2 separate regions of the Hordeum vulgare genome follow, and region 1 is linked to region 2. The links are chromatin contacts, called in public Hi-C maps. All regions are on one chromosome and are shown on one strand. Each heading gives the region's core, a stretch centred on a gene start, on an enhancer-like site or on the middle of the called end of the contact. The rest is flanking DNA. Distances are from core to core; before and after follow the strand shown.

Region 1 (7,058 bases), core at 1,066-3,565, 310 kb after region 2:
TGCCAGTAGTAGCAGTTTTATAGTAACTGAAACAACAACAACAACAACAACAACAACAGTAGTGATTGAAGTAAGAGAACATTAGTAGAAAGTGTAGTCATAGAGTAGCGATGGATATTTGGATGAAATTCATAATGTAACTCACACAACCTAGAGCGACACAAAACTAGCTCCAATTCATCAATCGTATGTAGGCATATATTTCATATATAGTAATACATGCTTGCAATAAGAACTTGCATGTCATACTTTGTCCTACCCTCCCGTGGCAGCGGGGCCCTAATGGAAACTATAGGTAATTAAGGCCAAAAAGTAAATACATGAACTCCTTAAATTACGATTATCATCGAAGAGTATCCTAATTATTGTCCCCTTGGGGTACGATTCATAACAACAATAGGTGCATAGAACTTGCAAGATATGATCTAAAACTCACATATATTCACGAAAACATAACAGGTATATATCTAAAATCATTGCACTCGGACCCAATGACAAGCATTAAGCATAACAAAGTCATAACAACATCAATCTCAAAACATAGTAGAAACTATGGATCCAGCATAACAAGTTCACTTGATTACATGACGAATTTCACACATCTCCATCTACCTCAAGCATGCCTATAGTGAGATTACTCACTCCCATTGGTGAGCATCATGATGTTGTTCATGAAGAGCGGTTGCTGATGACAACGACGGTGATTTGCCCTCCGGAGCCCAGATAGGACTCCAAATCAGGTCTCCTAATGAAAAACATGAAGTGACGGTGGCTCCGTATCGTGGAACATGATGAAAATTTCTCTCTATTTTTCCTCTTGGGAAGACGGTATATGTAGAGGTGGAATTTGGTCAGTCGGTGGCTCGAGGGGCCGACAAGCTCACCGGTCGCGCCCTAGTGGGCTCCCCCTGAGCTTGTGGCTCTTTGTTGGGCCCCTCAGATAGTTTTTTGCACTAGTATTTTTTATATATTCCAAAACAATTCTTCACAAAATTTCGTCCAATTTCAAAAACTTTTGTTTCTATAAAAAACAATACCAAGGTAGTTCTGCTGAAAACATCGTTAGTCAGGGTTAGTTTCATTCAAATCATGTGAATTAGTGGCAAAAATAAGAGCAAAAGTGTTTAAAAAAATAGATACATTTAGGATGTATCACATACCAGCTTATCAACTTCCCTTTTAGAAGTAGAGATTACTCAAAATTATATTTGTGTTTCCGTCAAAGGCACCAGGATTATTTCGAAATGATTATGTAATCCCTAGACTTGCTAGTGCATCGGTCAGATCTATCTCCAAATGGTTCGTTCCTTCAGATGGATGGAAAAAACTAAACACTAAGGGCTCTTGGTCGCAGGATGGGAGGGTTAGAGCAGGAAGGGTAACGTGAGAAAAAAGAAACCCTATTACCTTCTCCTTTTGTCGGAAATTCTCACGGACACACAAGTGCGGGGTCACTCACATTTCAAGCCCCCTCGATACGCCTCACGATTCACGCAGTAGTTGGACCTCGTACAAAAGCACAATGAGCTTTAAGCTTCAATGATGAAACTTGCGATTTTTGCATCGAAACTGTCGAGTTTCAACCAGCCTGAGAGATATAATTTTAAGCATTTTTTTCTTCTCGTTCCTAGATAAAAACAATTGTTTTACCGCTCGCTTGTAGCACATTGTTAAAGACACAAAATATATTCAAAATGAATCTTACTTGGAAGCACTGTTCACGAAAAACACGAACTTATTTTGAATTTTTTGTTTAAAATATATAACTTTAGAAATCAAAAATCAAAATGAAAAAGACATCACCAGGGCATGAGTACTTCGCACTTGCGTTTTGTAGGGAGCCTTTGTCTAATAGAGATGCTATGGAAGCCGAGCTTCGTGCATGCATGGAGGGCGTCCCTCTATCGTTACAAAGAACCGACCTAGCTTCCTGTTTTACTGTGGTGAATTGGCTTCAAATTTAAAATGTTTTAAAAGCAGCCCCGGGCTAATTTGTAATTTGTTTCTCCGTGGAAGATGAGCAAAGTCCCCATATCTTGGATTCCATTTCATGTTTTCCTTTCCTTTCCTTTGCCACGGGACAAGTTGCGCCCGCCCGGAGACCGGTTCGCCCACTAGCACGCGACTCACGAGTCATTCCGGTCGACGTGGCCTCTCCGTCCTCGGTTCCACGTCACAGAGACCCATCATCCACCGCTCGTTCCAGATCAGACGGCTCCTCGCCCTCCCGCCCTCGCGCGGCCCCACCGCGCAGGGACCGTGACACCGCTCGCGTCGTCCCCATCCTCATCTCTCCCTCCAGATCTCTCAGTTCCCCGCTATTAATTACCCACCTCTCTCTTCCCTCCTCTCTCCCCGTAGCTCTCTCCTCGCCCCGCTCCGTCCTCCCCTCCTAGGGTTCGACGCCCTCGCCAGCCCGCGGCGAAGCCCCCGCCCACCTCGCCGGCGGCGTCCGCGGCCAGGTAAACCCGCTGCTCCCCTCCGGCACGCCCGGATCTCGATGCGATCCGGTGGCCCGGCCTTTCCCCCGATTCGCGTGCCGCTGCCGCAGATCTGTGTCGCATGTCGCCGTTTCCCGTCTGATCCGTGTCGAAGCCCGCGTAGCGATGCGCCGTGTGCGTGTGCGTGTGCGTGCCGAGGCGTGTTTGTTCATGCGGCTGGTTTACGTGCTAGGTAGGTTGGTGGGGCGTCCAGATCCATGCGAACCTCGGATTCTGAGACTGTTGCATGGCTGCGACGTTCGCCGTGGCCGTTAATTGCCGGCAAGTTTTAGGCCGATGGGAATGATGGACGGGGCCGTTTCGTCGGTGGATCTGGTGCATGATCCCAGGTTGCAGAGTTTCCTCTTCTGGTGCACTTGATATGGCTTTAAGCAAAGCGTTCGGGCAGCTGGCTGGTCACGTAGTTTAGAATGGACTCTAGCTAAATTCCTTCCGGATCCAAGCTGATGGACCCAATTAATGTTGCTAAAAAAATGTCTGAGCGGTCCAATTCGGTTACTTTCTGGATAGGCCGCCTGGTTTCATTTTTTGAACAGAATTGTAGCTGTCAAGTATTAATCAAAGTAGAAGTTTTTCATTTAATTGTGATGCATATGTGCAGCATCTTGTCTGGTTGCAAATCGATGCAGCTGAGCTAGAAATATGTGGGTTTTGATTTTACTCCTTTGTCTGCTTGTCAGTGTCTGGGTATGTTCATTTCTGTTTTGGCCAAATTGGTTCATCATCCTGATCCCAACCATGATAAAATGCGTCATGACTTGGGGATAAAATGCATGAAATGGGAATTGTTGTCAAGTTTACTTTGTTCTTTAATGTTTGAGTTTGCCATGTGCATTGTGAATAATGCTGATCTATTATCGTTTGTGGTCCCAGGAAGATGGCTGGCGGCTTTCGGGTGCTGCATCTGGTCAGGCCTTTCTTGGCTTTCTTGCCGGAAGTGCAGAGTGCTGATAGGAAAATACCATTTAGAGAAAAAGTGATCTACACCGTCATTTCTCTCTTCATTTTCCTCGTGTGCAGTCAGCTCCCGCTCTATGGCATCCATTCGACCACTGGAGCTGATCCTTTCTACTGGATGCGTGTTATTCTTGCATCAAACCGTGGTACTGTCATGGAGCTGGGTATTACCCCAATTGTGACATCTGGAATGGTTATGCAACTTCTAGTGGGATCCAAGATTATTGAAGTGGACAACAGTGTGAGAGAGGATCGTGCTCTGCTGTAAGTATTTGTGAAAATAGCAGAATCTTGTTGTTACTTTCCTTTCCAAAATTAATGTTCATAGGTACTGTGTTCATGGTGTCTTGCAAATGTAGTTTATCATTTGTGCAGTGAATGACCAGTGAAAATTGTAATGCTTGCTGATTCATATGTTCTCCAGTGATATTGTGTTGATGTTGTACTTGTTTACTCAGGAATGGTGCACAAAAGTTGCTGGGTATCCTGATTGCCATTGGGGAAGCTGTGGCATATGTTCTGTCTGGAATGTATGGCAGTGTGAGCCAACTTGGAACTGGAAATGCTATTCTCATCATACTTCAGCTTTTCTTTGCTGGCATCATTGTCATCTGTCTAGATGAACTTCTCCAGAAAGGCTATGGTTTGGGTTCTGGCATTTCTCTCTTCATTGCTACCAATATCTGGTAAGCATATTGTGCTTAGTTTTTGTTACTTGTTGATGTGCTGCTACACTGTTGCTAGTTGGCTTATAGTAAATTTGATCTTATGTAGTGAGAACATCATCTGGAAGGCATTTAGCCCCACCACCATCAACAGTGGACGTGGTGCTGAGTTTGAAGGGGCTGTCATTGCATTGTTCCATCTGTTGATTACTCGATCAGACAAAGTCCGTGCCCTACGAGAGGCTTTCTACCGTCAGAATCTGCCAAATGTGACCAATTTACTTGCTACTGTGTTGGTCTTTCTCATAGTTATCTATTTCCAAGGCTTCCGTGTTGTGCTCCCAGTGAGGTCAAAGAATGCTCGTGGGCAGCAAGGCTCGTACCCAATTAAGCTGTTCTACACTTCAAACATGCCCATCATTCTGCACTCTGCCCTGATTACCAACCTGTATTTCATATCCCAGGTACTTGCTTCTGTTCCAGAGTTGTAATTACTATAGTATGGTAAGCATTTGTATGCATGTTTAGGTCCTGAACATTTCAATTGTTGGTGCAGCTTCTCTACAGGAAGTACAGTGGCAATTTTCTGGTTAACCTTCTCGGTATATGGAAAGAATCTGAATATTCTGGCCATTCTATCCCTGTTGGTGGTCTTGCTTACTATGTAACTGCACCATCAAGGTGAATAATTGATCTCTTGTCTTTGCTTAGTCAAGAAATTACTGTTAATTATGGTTACCCTTTTATGGAAACTGCGGTATGTTAGTAAATACTGTTAATTATACTGACCCTTTTATGGAAACTGCAGTATGGCTGATATTCTGGCGAATCCGTTCCATGCATTGTTCTATGTGGTCTTCATGCTGTCAGCATGTGCTCTCTTCTCAAAAACATGGATTGAAGTCTCTGGTTCATCAGCCAAGGATGTCGCTAAGCAGCTGAAGGTAAAAACAATGCATATGCAGTATTTGTCTTGTCTGGCTACTCTTCCTTCTTACATATAGCATGTCTGGTTACTCTTCCTCCTTACATTTTGTGGAAAATATTGATTTCAATGTGCCAGAGTTCTATGTGTTCTCATGTATCGTAACAAGTTGTCCAATTTTGAAATTTATGCCTATTGAACACCAATGATTTGTACAACTGACCAAGCAATTCCATGCCTTTCATGAACTATTTAAACGTCAATTATTTTGGTAATGGATCCATTTAGAGAACATAATATCTTTGTCTTGAACTACTAGTTTGTTTCTCTTACGATCCTTGGAAACTCAAGCCTGATGTTTCGACATCAGTGCCTACAGTAGTCATAATTGTAATATAACTAGGTTGTTCTTTGTGGCGTCCTTGGAAACTCCAGCCTGATGTTGGGCTGTCAATGGTTACCCAGTAGTTATTTGGCTGTAATATGGAAGTGTTAAATTTGGGTGAGATCCATTAGCTGGTTTTGGTAATTACTCTTGCAAAAACTGTTTAGCAAGAGCCAACTGTAATATAATTCAATTCTTGGCAATCCAACAGGAACAACAAATGGTTATGCCAGGCCATCGCGAGTCAAACTTGCAGAAGGAACTGAACAGATACATCCCTACTGCTGCTGCATTTGGTGGAGTATGCATCGGTGCATTGACTGTTCTGGCTGATTTCATGGGCGCAATTGGTTCAGGAACCGGTATTCTGTTGGCTGTTACCATCATATACCAGTACTTTGAGACCTTCGAGAAGGAGAGGGCGACCGAGCTTGGTTTCTTTGGGTTCTGATTGATACATGATAGCTTTGGGAGCATGTTATGGCTACAGCTCAAGTCTTTCTAGACTGTCACAGTACTGCTTGGCTGGCTGTTTTGGTTGTAACCGGAGATTAAATTCTGTTTAGGTTGCCCGACTTATTTACAGTTGAGAAATCTGTAGATGCTGCGTGTGTTTTCAGGCCAGTTATGGTGGTCGACTGGTCCAAGCACGGGCGTGGCCGTCACCTGTCATCTTCCGTAGACTTCTCATGTTTTTGACTATATAGCAACTGAATGTTTTGGGACCAATTTAGTCATCTGGAGATGAGTATATGTTTTTCTTGCCTGCCACCCTTATTAATCTCTCTGATATGAGTAGGTTTTTCTGTGTTTTCTTGTACAAAAATGCCTGAATCAGTCTCCTAGTACACTGCATCTGCATGTTGAATGAGTTTATCAGAAGGAATAACGTGTTCATATTGAGGTGAATGAATTCTGTCTGGTGTTCGATTTATGAAGGGTATCAAACGTCACGTTCTTTCATTTTCTTTAGAAATAGTCCACGAGACATAACCTTGGGTAGTTTATGGGCGACTTTTTTGTAAGGTTAATAATGAACGGAATACATTTAAAACGCAGCTGCACTATTTGGAACAAGTGAGCGCACACCTGGTCGAGCGAAGGAAGATCGCACTTTTGATGCCTCCTATTTTATACTGTCAAGTGACTTAAAAATTACTGAACTTTATACTAATTTTAGTATAAAGTTATTAGTATAAAGTTGAGGTACTTTTAAGTCGCTTAAAAATTACTTAACTTCATACTAATTTTAGTATAAAATTGAGTTACTTTTGAGTCGTTTATTTTGAGATGTAAGTAGTATTTAGGAACTACTTCCTCCCGTGAACTATTATAAAAACATTTAGATCATTATTTTAGTTATCTAAATATTTTTATTAATTTTACAGAGGGAGTACATATGAAGCAAAATGAGTGAATTTACAATCAAAGTATATTAATATACATCTGTATATAGTCCGCTAGTGGAATCCTTAAAAGGATTTATATTTAAGAACGGAGGAAGTATACCTTGTGAACCATGTATATATGTATTATGTACGCGGCGAGCTTTTTAGAACTAGATTTCATCATTAAGAAAACTTATATTTAAGAACAGAGGAAGTATAACTTCTGAACCATGCATA
Region 2 (6,642 bases), core at 1,540-4,039:
GATAGATCCATTGAAGGGTGATAAATTCACACCATGGAGAGCCAATGCAAGCTGTTGGACGAGCAGACAAGATGCAAGGAGTCACTAGTGAAGAGCCTCTCGTAAAACGACACCGGTGCGGCCGGTGCGACACCAGTCACAACTCACAACAACAGGCTTGTTGTTACTTTGACGGAGCATGACCAGGCTCTTCACCACCGTGTTGAAGTCATTGTCAGGAAGGTCATTGAGGAGCACACACACTTCTGGTGGTGGTTGCTGGAACTGAAGCCAGTGGTTGATGATGGCCTTGACGGCAGTCGATACCAGTGCTAGCGCATTTGGTCCCGAAGAGCAGCCCAAGTCCGCAATCAGCATTTTTTCGGGGAATAAGGTGCTTCTGCTGCCGCACAAGTCAATGATGTCCGCTTCTATCAGGGGCTTCATCCTGTTCTGCTGAGCGCTCTACATTCGATCGAGTTATAATTCGTCAGAATATCGAGTCTAATGTTTTAGCCAAGTGTCGTGCTTTTTAACCTCCCCGGCTCTTCTTTTAAATGTCAGTAACATAAGCTATATATATTGTGAACGAGTGCTTGACGAAACAGTATTGAAAAACCAAGTGTCAAGGACATATCAGCATCCCATAGAAACGGTATTAGTGAACTAATCGAGAGGGGAACATACCTGGATACTGGAGTTGTGTGCATAGCTTGTTTCCCCTTGTCCTTGATTCATATGCACCATCTGTTTCGAGGCTATGGCTTTGCTTAGAGCAAGGCTAAACACCAGATCTTGGATCTGCAGGAATCCAATTAGGATGACAACGCTTAAAACGTACTGGAAGTTCAATACTTCTTTTTTCTATGATCAACGGGATGTCTTTTCTGGGCTTCTGGCTGCTTATATTATCAGCAGCAATGGTAGGGTTAGCATGCTTTCTTATCTTCTATCTTCATACCAGACAATGGAAAGGCAGAAAGGTTGGCCAAATTCATATCAGGATATAATATTACCAACCTGTCACTCGCAGATTAGATTAGCAGGCTTGTTCTTCTGATTGGGTTACATTCTTTAGCATAGGATCCAGTGGAAAATAATCACCAAAAACAAAGATTTTAGTCCCAAACAAGTTGGGGTGGGATCCAGTGGAAAATAATCACCAAAAACAAAGATTTTAGTCCCAAACAAGTTGGGGTGGGATCCAGTGGAAAATAATAATACTAAAAACCTGTCACTAGCAGAGGCATTATTATTTTTAGATTAGCAGACTTGTTGTTCTGATCTGGTTAAATTGTTCAGCATGGAATCCAATGGAAGAAGAGATACATGTCAGACATTTTAAAGAAGAACAAAAGCAACCTTTCGTTTCAGAGTGGTGTAGATTTTTCATTTTATTTACAGTGACTGTGCACTTCTTATATTTACTGCCAATGCTGCTATAAAATATTTGAAATTGCAACTGGACACAAGCAATTCTACAACTAATGCACATACATCAAACAGCAAATAATGAACTGCCATCCAGCCTTCAAATAGTGATGCATCAGAAGTAAAAGAAAAATGGCAGAATATCATGACAAAACTTAGAAGCTTTTTGATATTTTTCACAGAACTATCATATGAAAAGTAGATTTTACACCCTAAAAACTTCAACGTCAAGCTTAATTCCATTGTGAGATAAAGAATAATACAAAAAAAAGAGAAGATTCCAGTCGACACACCATACTTGGGCATTTGGTCGAGCACCTTGTGAGCAGCGCCCAACCAGACGTTCACCCAATAGTACGTTGATAGGCAAGCCTGCAGCCTCGTAGGTAGGGCGCTTTCGCCTTGACCTAGCCCTCTATCCTCATACGTTCTCCTAAACTGCGGCGCAGAGGATCCCCGAGGGCCGAGGCCATATCGCACGCGCAGCAGAACTTCTTTGAGCACCATCGTAGTGTCTCGCCGGAGCACCTCCACGGTTCCACCGTGGGAATGGTGGGTGTCAGGCCCGCACCTTCAGTTATCAGTGTCTCTCTCTCCTTCAGCTAAGGGACGACTACGATTGAAGATGAACAAGTGATCCAACGGCTCGCGCGGCTCGCCGTTCTACCGAAACGTTATTATCGTTTCACTGTATCGTTTCGTTTTACCTGTAGCTGTCTGTGGCCAGCTGAGCTATATAGCCAGCACATGCCCGGCTCTGAGGAGGGCGAGCGGGGCGGCCACCCCGGGTCCGCAAAAACTAGGGGCCTCCCTGCCACGTGTGTGTCAGAACGGACGAAACCTAACACTAACTGTCGAACGCCGGAAACCCTATTTAGCATCACACGCGTTGGTTATAGGTAAAATTTGCTAACTGACACCTGCAGCGTTTCGCAATGGGTCAGCCCATGTAGAGAGCCTTCATGAAATTTTTTTAGTCCGTGAACTTTTTTAAAATCGGTAAAAAAAATTAAAAACGATGATTTTTTTTAGAAATCCATGAACATTTCTGAAAATCGATGAACATAATTTAAAATTCATGAACTCTTTTCAAAATCAGTAAACTGTTCTTAAAAATTGATGAACTTTTTTCAAAATCAATGATTTTTTTTCGAATTCTGTGAACTTTTTTGAAAATCCATGAACATATTAAAAAAATTGGTGAACCTTTTTTTAATAATAATTAAACTTTTTTGCAAATCAGAACTTTTTGAAATTATGTGAACTTTTTTGAAATTTTTAATGACCAACGCAATTTTACATGGGCCGACCCATGAGGAGGAGTGCTGCAGGCGCCGGTTTCCCTATCTGGCGCTGATAGGCGTCGAATAGGAGGACCCATCGAACGCCATTAGAGGAGCACAGAAAGTTGCCTGTGTCTTTGACGAGGAAGAAGGGTGAAGCCTTTTTCTTTAGCGATCTGGGCCTTGGGCCTTTTTTGTTTCTTTCTTATGGCGTTGGGTGGTTGTGGGCTCTATCTGATTGGGAAGAAAATGTGCTATTATAACCTGTTTTTTTTTCTAAAGTTAGCACACTAGTTTCAACATGGATTGTTCTAACAAAATTAGTTTCAACCCGAATTGGTGTTGGAATTATCCATTGATATGGATATTTTCATGTTTTCACATGAACTGGTGCTCAAATATATCACACTAATAATACCTACCAGTTCAAGAAATAAACTACCACACTATAAGTACTTAAAAGAAAAAGAGAAAACCTAAATGAGCCTGGACTAATTTATTTATTTTATCCCCCAAAAAATATGTAGTTTTAAAAGGTTCATTCTATGTTATAGATTGATGGCTGATAGTTCACCAACTTTATTTTGTGATGTATATTGATAATCTACATTGGGATTAATATGTTCGCATAGGCTAATTAGTTATTGTAGTTGTTATCTAGCTGATTGAAAAAAATTGTACAAAATTTTCTCCCCATACTATTAGTTTCACCATACTGAAAATTAAGTTTGGCCTTCATGGCGTGAGCATAATTTTGATTGCTAACTCGTAATGCAATTTGTCTGCATGTCCTATGCGACCCCTTTATGACTGCCAATAGGCCAACGTTTGATCTCCTATGCTCCGTGTGTGGATACTCTCGATCACCACTCCTCACCTGACCACAATGAGAGGTGAGTCATCGATAACTCGAGGGCATGATTTCAGAGATGGATAACTCAAATTATCATTGTTTTGTTACCATCATTGTTGAAAATTTATATATACAAAAAAAATAAGGGACCACATTCTAATTTTTCCCCAGGCCCCCAAAGTCTCAGGACCAGGCCTGAGCCAGCAGCACCCGTTTGTTATGGTATGGAATATTCTATGGATCAATCCACACAATCATACATCTTACAGAAATACAAACCCTAGCTCGACTACTTTCCCCTCCTCCCTCGCGAGATGTGAGTGATTTGTAGATGTTCCTCGTCTAGCCCCCCTCCGGGGTGTGACAATTGTTATCATGAATTTTACTGCCGAAAGTCGCCGTGATTTCCCATCCTTCCCTCCCTTTTCTCGGTGATGGCGGTGGCGTGGTAAAAGGCGACAGAGGAGTTCTGGCGGCATGGCAGCGGTAGACCCATTCGACGGCAGCCCCCCTGAGCGAGACTGGTTGTTTGAGCACACCACTCTCTCAGTAAAATCCTAGGTCAAGCGACGGGTGGTGTTGTTTCGCCGGTGCAATCGATGGCGGTGACAGGATTCGGTGACCAGATCGGATTCCCGACGATGTCCGACGGTAAAATTCCTCTCTGCACCACCAAATCGGGATAGGGCGTTCCAAAGCTAGCCTGGATGACTCGGATGTGGCCGGTCTGCTTGCTATGAAGGACGAATTCATGTAGCAACGTGAAGAAACGGCAGATCTGTGGGTTGAAATGGATGACCTATGGAAGGAAGTGCACAACATCAACATCAAACAAGACACCATGGTTTCGATGTTGGATGGAGTACAAAAAATAGTTTCCTCACTAACTTCATAGTTATCAACCATGGCTGAGGTGCTCAAATCTCTTCGACCTAGTGAAGCTTCCAGTTCAGCACAACAAGGCCAACCATCCATAAACCAAACGACTATCCCTCCTGCACAGCAACAACAGAAAGAAGTCACAACAGTGGACATAACACTTACTGAGGAAATGTGAAGGCATCTCCTTCTGGAACAAGAGAAAACTAGGCAGGTGGATTCACAAATCGCACCTCACCTACCACCAATTCAAGTACCTAAACCATTTCCCCCAGGCTTTGGAGCTGGCACTGCGGTGGAAATCCATTCAGGCAATGTCACCCCGACTACAGCATTCAAAACAGCCTGCAACCCAAGGTTCCACAGTTTCCACCCACCAGGCATTCGCCAAAACTCGGATGACTTCCAAAAGCAATACGATCAAGAGATGCAAACGCAATTCCTCAAGACCATCACCAAAGTCCCTCCTGTGTATTTCCCTCGTTTTGATGTTGATAACCCTGCTTGCTGGATTCACTAGTGTAGAAGTACTTCTAGATGGAAAGTGCACCTGCCGAATATAAAATCAATTCGGCACACCTATATGTAGCTGGCCTGGCTGATGTTTGGTTGCGTCGTTCTGGGATTTTGAAGAAGTAACTGACTTGGGCATAGTTTTGTGAAGAAATTTTGCACCGATTCTTATCAGCAAGTTCCTACGAATTAACTGACAAATTCAACAATCTAAAACAGGGCAATTTAACATTTTCAGAATACACTGATCAATTTGAAGAATTGATGGCAGAGGTACAAGCGGAAAACCCAATCATGGATGAAAAGTGGTTTGTGAGATGTTATGTCAATGGGTTGCGTTCGCAAATCAAGTTTCAAGTCAGGCCATTAAGACCTTCATACCTTACTGAAGCTTACTGGCTAGCCATTGATCTGGAAAAAGGAGTAGCTGAGAAGAAATCATACAACACCTACTCTGCTACCAACAAGAGCTCTGTTGAATATCAGATAACCTACACAACCTACCGTGAAAAACCAACAGGGTCCAAACCACCTGTTGTATATCAAAGAGCTAGAGAGCATGGCAAATGTTGGAGATGTGGGGATGCTTGGTTTCATGGACACAAATGTAAACTAGCCCCTGTCCTCAATGTCCTTACTAGGGAAGATCCAAATGAACAACCCAAAGAACCAGAGGAAATTGAAGAACAATATGTACAAGAGCAAGCACAACCAGAAGAGCATTGTATGACTATTTATGCAGAAATCGTGAGACCTGAGAATGTTAACACCATATCAATATTGGTCTAGATTGGGGGAAACAAGGCATTGCTCTGGTGGACTCGGGGAGTAACTCTACTTTCATCAGTCTCAAGTTTGCTCTGTCTACATCGTGCACAATTCTGAAAGACGCATCTAGAGTTGTCATAGTTGCTGGAGGGGGAACACTGTGGTATGGATCTTATGTCCCATCTACAACATTCATTGCAGGCAACACCAAATTTCAATAGTAGTTCAGAGTCATGGATCTCCGTGGGCATGACATGGTCCTAGGAAGTGATTGGATGTCCCAACACTGCTCTATCTCTTTCCATTACAACCCCCGACAAATCTCAGTGATGCTGGATAAACATACTCTTGTTACTATCAAAGCCCGTGAAACACTTTCACATGCCACTCCTATTGAGGCAGTTGAACTGGACAAGCTACTAGCACTAGGTGCTCCTGGTTACGTTCTCCACCTCATCAGAGACACCACAGTGAAAAAACCAGGCCAGCAAGAAATCCGACCCCCTCTGCAAGAAGTACTACAACAGTTTCCTGAAGTCTTCCAAGAACCAAAAGGATTACCCCCCAAGAGATCACATGATCACAAAATTTCCATGAAAGCAGAGGCAGTACCACCAAATTCCAGACCCTATAGAGTGCCTCACATGCATAGGAATGAATTGGAAAGACAGATTTACTCTGTGCTCAAAGATAAAATTATAAGAGCTAGTGAAACTCCCTACTCTTCTCGAGCAATCCTAGTCATGAAAGAAGATGGGACTTGGAGAATGTGCATTGATTACAGAAAACTGAATGCTGCCACTATGAAAAACAAGTTCCCAATCCCTGTGATTGAAGATCTATTGGATGAATTACATGGTGCAACTTACTTCACCAAATTGTACCTCAGATCTGGATATCATCAAGTGAGGGTGGATGAACATGATATACCCAAAA

The links. Hi-C and Micro-C count contacts between places; a contact is called where the count stands out from the background.
Region 1: a contact with region 2 is called in a Hi-C map of seedling, with 4 times the contacts expected there. The contact joins the promoter of LOC123452593 here to the enhancer-like site in region 2. A contact is called at or near these places in 4 of 6 Hi-C or Micro-C datasets (leaf and seedling) and 1 of 1 datasets of contacts at active chromatin or transcription factors (embryo).

The regions. Positions count from the first base shown.
Region 1 is chr5H:397,159,338-397,166,395 of MorexV3_pseudomolecules_assembly, forward strand. It overlaps LOC123452593 (protein transport protein Sec61 subunit alpha-like), which reads left to right and starts at 2,316. Exons shown (of 7, transcript XM_045129272.1): 1 at 2,316-2,462; 2 at 3,375-3,722; 3 at 3,917-4,144; 4 at 4,233-4,587; 5 at 4,680-4,804; 6 at 4,932-5,067; 7 at 5,645-6,204. The coding sequence starts at 3,379. The coding sequence ends at 5,884.
Region 2 is chr5H:396,847,097-396,853,738 of MorexV3_pseudomolecules_assembly, forward strand. It overlaps the pseudogene LOC123396764. Among protein-coding and RNA genes, the nearest start is that of LOC123398290, 24 kb to the left of the region's middle. Within about 2 kb of position 2,790, at least 3 of the 3 cell types and tissues checked have open chromatin away from gene starts, as enhancers often do. A contact at or near this core is called in leaf and seedling, where this site is marked.